Regions from separate parts of the Mus musculus genome. Here region 2 is linked to region 1. The links are chromatin contacts, called in public HiChIP or PLAC-seq maps. All regions are on one chromosome and are shown on one strand. The core of a region is the stretch at or near the end of the contact, and the rest is flanking DNA. Distances in the headings are between cores, read along the strand shown. Region 1 overlaps Tfpi (tissue factor pathway inhibitor). Region 2 holds the start of Clp1 (CLP1, cleavage and polyadenylation factor I subunit).

Region 1 (2,565 bases), core at 23-2,522:
CTGCCAGGTCTGGCTTCAGTCAGAGATGCCACACATAACCCTTGAGGGACTAGAGGTCCCAGGGAGTGGAGAAGTGGGGGTGGGGGGATCCTCTTTGAGAGGGGACTTCGGGAAAGAGGAAGGAATGGGATGAGGAACTGTCAGAGGCAGACCAGAATGGGGTAACAACTGGACTGTAAAAAATCATTAAAGACCCATGGAAGGAGTTACAGAGACAAAGTTCAGAGCTGAGAAGGAAGGAAGGACCATCCAGAGACTGCCCCACCCGGGGATCCATCCCATAATCAGCCACCAAACCCAGACACCATTACATATGCCAGCAGGATTTTGTTGACAGGACCCTGATATAGCTGTCTCCTGTGAGGCTATGCCACCGCCTGGCAAATACAGAAGTGGATGCTCACAGCCATTTATTGGATGGAACACAGGGCCCCTAATGAAGGAGCTAGAGAAAGTACCCAAGGAACTGAAGGGGTCTGCAACTCTATAGGAGGAACAACGATATGAACTAACTAGTACCCTCCAGAGCTGTGTCTCTAGTTGCATATGTAGCAGAGGATGGCCTAGTAGGCCATCAATGGGAGGAGAGGCCCTTGGTCTTGAGAAGATCATATGCCCCGGTACAGGAAAATGCCAGGGCCAGGAAGCGGGAATGGGTGGGTTGGGGAGCAGGGCAGGAGGGAGGGTATAGGGGACTTTTGGGATAGCATTTGAAATGTAAATGAAGAAAATATCTAATTAGAAAAAGTGTGAAAAATGTAAATAGTAAAAAAATCATTAAAGATTATATATAATATTTTATATGATTTTGTATATGTACACAAAATATTATATATATAATTATATATAATATATTACACACATATATGTATATATAATATATATACTAAAATAATAAAATACCTGCTTATTATACTTGTTATATTAGTATGTTTTTAAAAACTGGTTTGGGTATAAACAGGTTGCACTTTCCATGCCACTCAGCAACTTTGCTTTCTTAGTCAGAACTCTTATTTTCCAATTATTTTGTTGTTCTTGACGTCAACATTCTGAAGGCAGCTCTCAACTTTGTCTCTCTTTCCTCTTGCTTTGGTCCCTCCTTCAGAAGGAAGCATTGTCACAAATCCCCTCCTTGTCTCTTGTGGTATTTGTTTGAGAACTCCCGTTTCCTAACCAGGTTTTCTGCGAGATAAGCACTGAGTAGCTGAACACAATGGACCCCAGCCACTCCCTCCCTGCAGCTCATCAAGTCACCTTTCCCTGGTTTAAGGAGTTGTCCGCCTTTAAGACAGGCAAGTGATGAGCCAGCCCTTTTGCAGCCCGAGGGAAATGGATTCCCGTAGGAAGTGGGACATTTCCTGTTTCAGAAAGATTTAAAGATCTGGATCTTAAAAGGAAAAGAAGTTGAAAAACATGTAGCTTTAAAAAACAAAATACACACACACACACACACACACACACACACACACACACACACACACACACACAAAGACTTCCTCTTTGCACTCAAAGGGGAAAGGAAACGATGCCGGACCGGGAAAGGACCGGGAAACGGGATGTTGAGGCTTCAGAGTCAGCGCAAATGCGTGATCTACAGCTACCCCTTCAAATGCCTGTCTTTGTATCATATACGTTATTGTCTCAATTTTTACTTCTATAACAGAATAACTAAGACTGCATAATTTTTAAGTTATAGAAATTTCTGTCATAATTCTTGATTCCAGAAACTGCCAAATCAGAATACTGACAAATAGAAAATACATAAATATTCTGAGTTCCATGCCAGCCTGGTCTACAGAGTGAGTTCCAGGACAGCTAGGGCTACACAGAGAAACCCTATCTCAAAAAAAAAAAAAAAAAAAAGAAAGAAAGAAAGAAAGAAAAGAAAAAGAAAAAGAAATAAAAAAGGCATGGGTGGACTGAAATACATGAATAGTGAAGTAATGTGTGCCCATTGAAAATGTTACAAATTTATAATTCATACAACATACCTCATGCCATTATGAGAGTCTGATCCACACATGTGATTATAAAGAGTATTTCTACTAAACATCTAGGTTTTAATTTGATTTTTTTCAAATACTTTCGGAGACGCTTTGATTCCATTTGGTTCCACGGGAAGTCCGTTGCAGCTGTGTTTTGAATGTACTGGGAGGTAAGGTTTTTGTCTGCCTGGTTCAGAATGCCGGCTTAGGTAGAATGCCTGCTAAAAACTCAAGAATAGAGACTCTACGTCTACCAAGTTAATCCTATTTAAAGGCTGCAGCTTAAAAAAATCACTTATTTAGTCATCTAGTCTGTGCTTGGTTCCAACGTAGTCAAAACCAGCTTAGATGAATTCGGTCAAAATGTCACTAACCACGTTCCAGACAATGTGGAGCTACCTGGGCCTAGAAGGACTGATTTGTATTAATCTCAGAAACAGCTAGAACCAAGTGACTGAGCACCATCAGGGATCTCTAATCGCTTTATTCTCTGTCTCAGGACAGCCTCTTCCTTTTTTCCCCTCCACACAGCATAGAATATGAGCCTCACCATTCCTGGATTCTGAGCCATTGAAAGAGT
Region 2 (2,565 bases), core at 50-2,549, 270 kb after region 1:
CAGCTCTGTGCCAAAGATCTCCGCCATGCCAGCCAACAACTCCAACTGAACCGATTGAGAGGCCTCCACCTCAAATCGAAGCTCTGTTTCTCGCTCTAGTTCAAACTTAGTCGTTGGCTTCTTGTCATCATTGGATTCCTCGCTCATCTTTCCAGTAAAGCTGACGTGCCTAGGACCCAAATTAAACATTTGATTAAATCACCACATCAGGCCACTATTCAAAAAAATCTTCCACTGGTTTAGTCCCTTTATCTTTTTCTGCAGTTCTTATTGCTGCCAGACTCACTGTTTACAGCCAGTCTCTCCACAACCAGAAGCTAAAGGTGTTTTGTTTTGTTTTGTTTGTTTCTCTGTGTAGCCCTAGCTGTCCCGGAATGCTCTGTAGACCAGGCTGCCCTGGAACTCAGAAATCCACCTGCCTCTGCCTCCCAAGTGCTGGGATTAAACACGTGCGCCTCCACTATCCAGCAGTAAAGGTATTTTTGTTTGCTCCTGGGCCTCTGGTAGGTGGAATAGTAACACACCTCAACAAAAAGTAAGAGTGAATGACTAGGACATAAAAAGAAAACTACCTACCGATGTAACTAACAGGAGATTTGAATTGCATAGTCTTTCCTCCATCACTCTATTGGAAAACAAAGTAACACATGCCCATTGTCCAGCTCCCTTAGCCAACACGAAACAAGCTCTGAATCGTATGCAAAGAACAGGACACTGGGTGCAGACTCAGAAAACAGTTGCATGTCCAACTCTGGGACTACTAGTAGTTACTTACTATAATCCAACGACTTAATACCTGAACCAACTCCCCAGCTGCTATATGGTGGGCTTTTACACGTCCTCTTGTAACGGTGCTGGGCCGGGAATAACAAGGACCACAGTTGGAAAAACAAAACATTGTAAATTAGAAACTACTGCCGGGCAGTGGTGGCACACGCCTTTTAGTCCTTGCACTTGAAAGGCGGAGGCAGAGGCAGGTGGATTTCTGAGTTCCAGGACAGCCAGGGTTACACATAGAAACCCTGTCTCGAAATAACAACAACAAACAAACAACAAACTACCAAAGAAATTTAAATTACTATTTCTAATTCTGAACCACAATTCTGGGTCTAGTTAGCTCCGACACCAAAATCTGCCGGGGCTTCTCAAAGGTAATTGGGATCCTTAAGCCTTACCTATACGGGCACGGACTCAAAACCAGCTTCACAGAAACCTGGGACCTCTGGAAACCTCCGACCTCAGCAAACCTCGGACCTCAGCAAACCACGAATAACGTTCACCTAAATACTAGCCGGAAAGCAAAGGCGGTTCCGCAATTGCGCAGTAGTAGAAGACGCGATCGCGTGATGCATCTTGGGACCTGTAGTTTGGAGTGAGTGAGCGCGCGTCGCCGCTTGGCCCTCTGGGAAATATAGTTCAAGGATTGTTCGGTGACCCGCGGAGGTGGGCGGGGCAGCGCCGTCACTTTGTGTGGGAAGACGACCGGAGGCGGAGAGGAGAAGTTGCTGGTTCGCCCTCGGGAGGGAGGTGGTTATAGGGTCTCTCCCTATCTGCTGTCCAGGAAAGCTAAGGGCGACCAGAAAGGGAGAGGCATTGCATCACTGTCTAGATCAGAGCTCTGCTCGACTAGACCACAAGCCAAAAAGTGGGGAAGTTAGCCTAAGCCGGAGACCCAGGCAGCTGGAAAGTGGCAGAAACACGCGCACGCGCACGCGAACACACACACATCAGGTCAAGCAGTACCCATTTGAGTCTATGCGGAACTGGCACATAGAAGAAACAAAGTGTAATTCTCCCTCTCTCCCTGCCCCCACCCCCACCTCCTCTGTATGCTCAAGGTGCCAACCTGGCACTCCATGAGATTCTCCTGCCTCTGATCTGACTTCTGGGATTTACAGACTTAAGCCAATAACCAGGCTGATTTTTTTACTTTAGTAAATATAGAATAAAAGTCCTATGATTTCTTTCGTTTATCTTATGAATCAGTCATTATCCAACAACTTCTGCCAGATTCTAAACTGTTTCTCTATGCACATCTGACAGTTATTCAAAATCGTTGACACCACTGCTAACTGGTTCCACGCCTATAATCCACTTCATGAGTATGGCCTTTGGAAACTTATATTATTTTACTGCCTGACAGGCTCCCTTTCCCTGAGACATCTCTTGTCTATAAAATGGGAATAATAACAGTATTCAACCTCCTAAAGTTGTTTTGAAGATTAGATGAGACATATGTGCTAAGCACAATGCCTATAATATAGAAAGTATCTGATGTTAGCCTTAAGTTTTTATTATAGACTGGGGAGACTATAATATCTGTTTATACATTTTTCAAAGTAGTTCCAGGTGTCTGTGTCACTGTACCCAACAAGCCGGGCAGTGGTGGCGCACGCCTTTAATCCCAGCACTTGGAAGGCAGAGGCAGTCGGATTTCTGAGTTCAAGGCCAGCCTGGTCTACAAAGTGAGTTCTAGGACAACCAGGGCTATACAGAGAAACCCTGTCTCGAAAAAAAAACAAAAAAACAAAAAAAAAAAAATACCCAACAAACCCAGGTAGGTAT

What was found. HiChIP or PLAC-seq counts read pairs in DNA pulled down with a chosen protein or histone mark.
Region 2: a contact with region 1 is called in an H3K27ac HiChIP or PLAC-seq map of extraembryonic endoderm stem cells, with 6 times the contacts expected there. The contact joins the promoter of Clp1 here to the enhancer-like site in region 1. A contact is called at or near these places in 10 of 39 promoter capture datasets (the C10 cell line, the HPC-7 cell line, HPC-7-derived erythroid cells and 6 more), 2 of 15 datasets of contacts at CTCF or cohesin (the NIH/3T3 cell line and large pre-B cells), 5 of 484 Hi-C or Micro-C datasets (B cells, CD8 T cells, embryonic stem cells and 1 more), 15 of 115 datasets of contacts at active chromatin or transcription factors (the 230-238 cell line, acute myeloid leukemia, bone marrow-derived macrophages and 11 more) and 3 of 9 other capture datasets (adipose tissue, liver and pancreatic islet).

Annotation. Positions count from the first base shown.
Region 1 is chr2:84,458,594-84,461,158 of GRCm38.p6, forward strand. The region is part of intron 2 of Tfpi (tissue factor pathway inhibitor); the gene reads right to left. Among named protein-coding and RNA genes, the nearest start is that of Tfpi, 14 kb to the right of the region's middle. Within about 2 kb of position 1,273, at least 28 of the 459 cell types and tissues checked have an H3K27ac peak or open chromatin away from gene starts, as enhancers often do. A contact at or near this core is called in bone marrow-derived macrophages, embryonic stem cells, extraembryonic endoderm stem cells and 1 more, where this site is marked.
Region 2 is chr2:84,725,988-84,728,552 of GRCm38.p6, forward strand. It overlaps Clp1 (CLP1, cleavage and polyadenylation factor I subunit), which reads right to left and starts at 1,300. Exons shown (of 3, transcript NM_133840.3): 1 at 1,176-1,300; 2 at 1-169. The coding sequence starts at 147.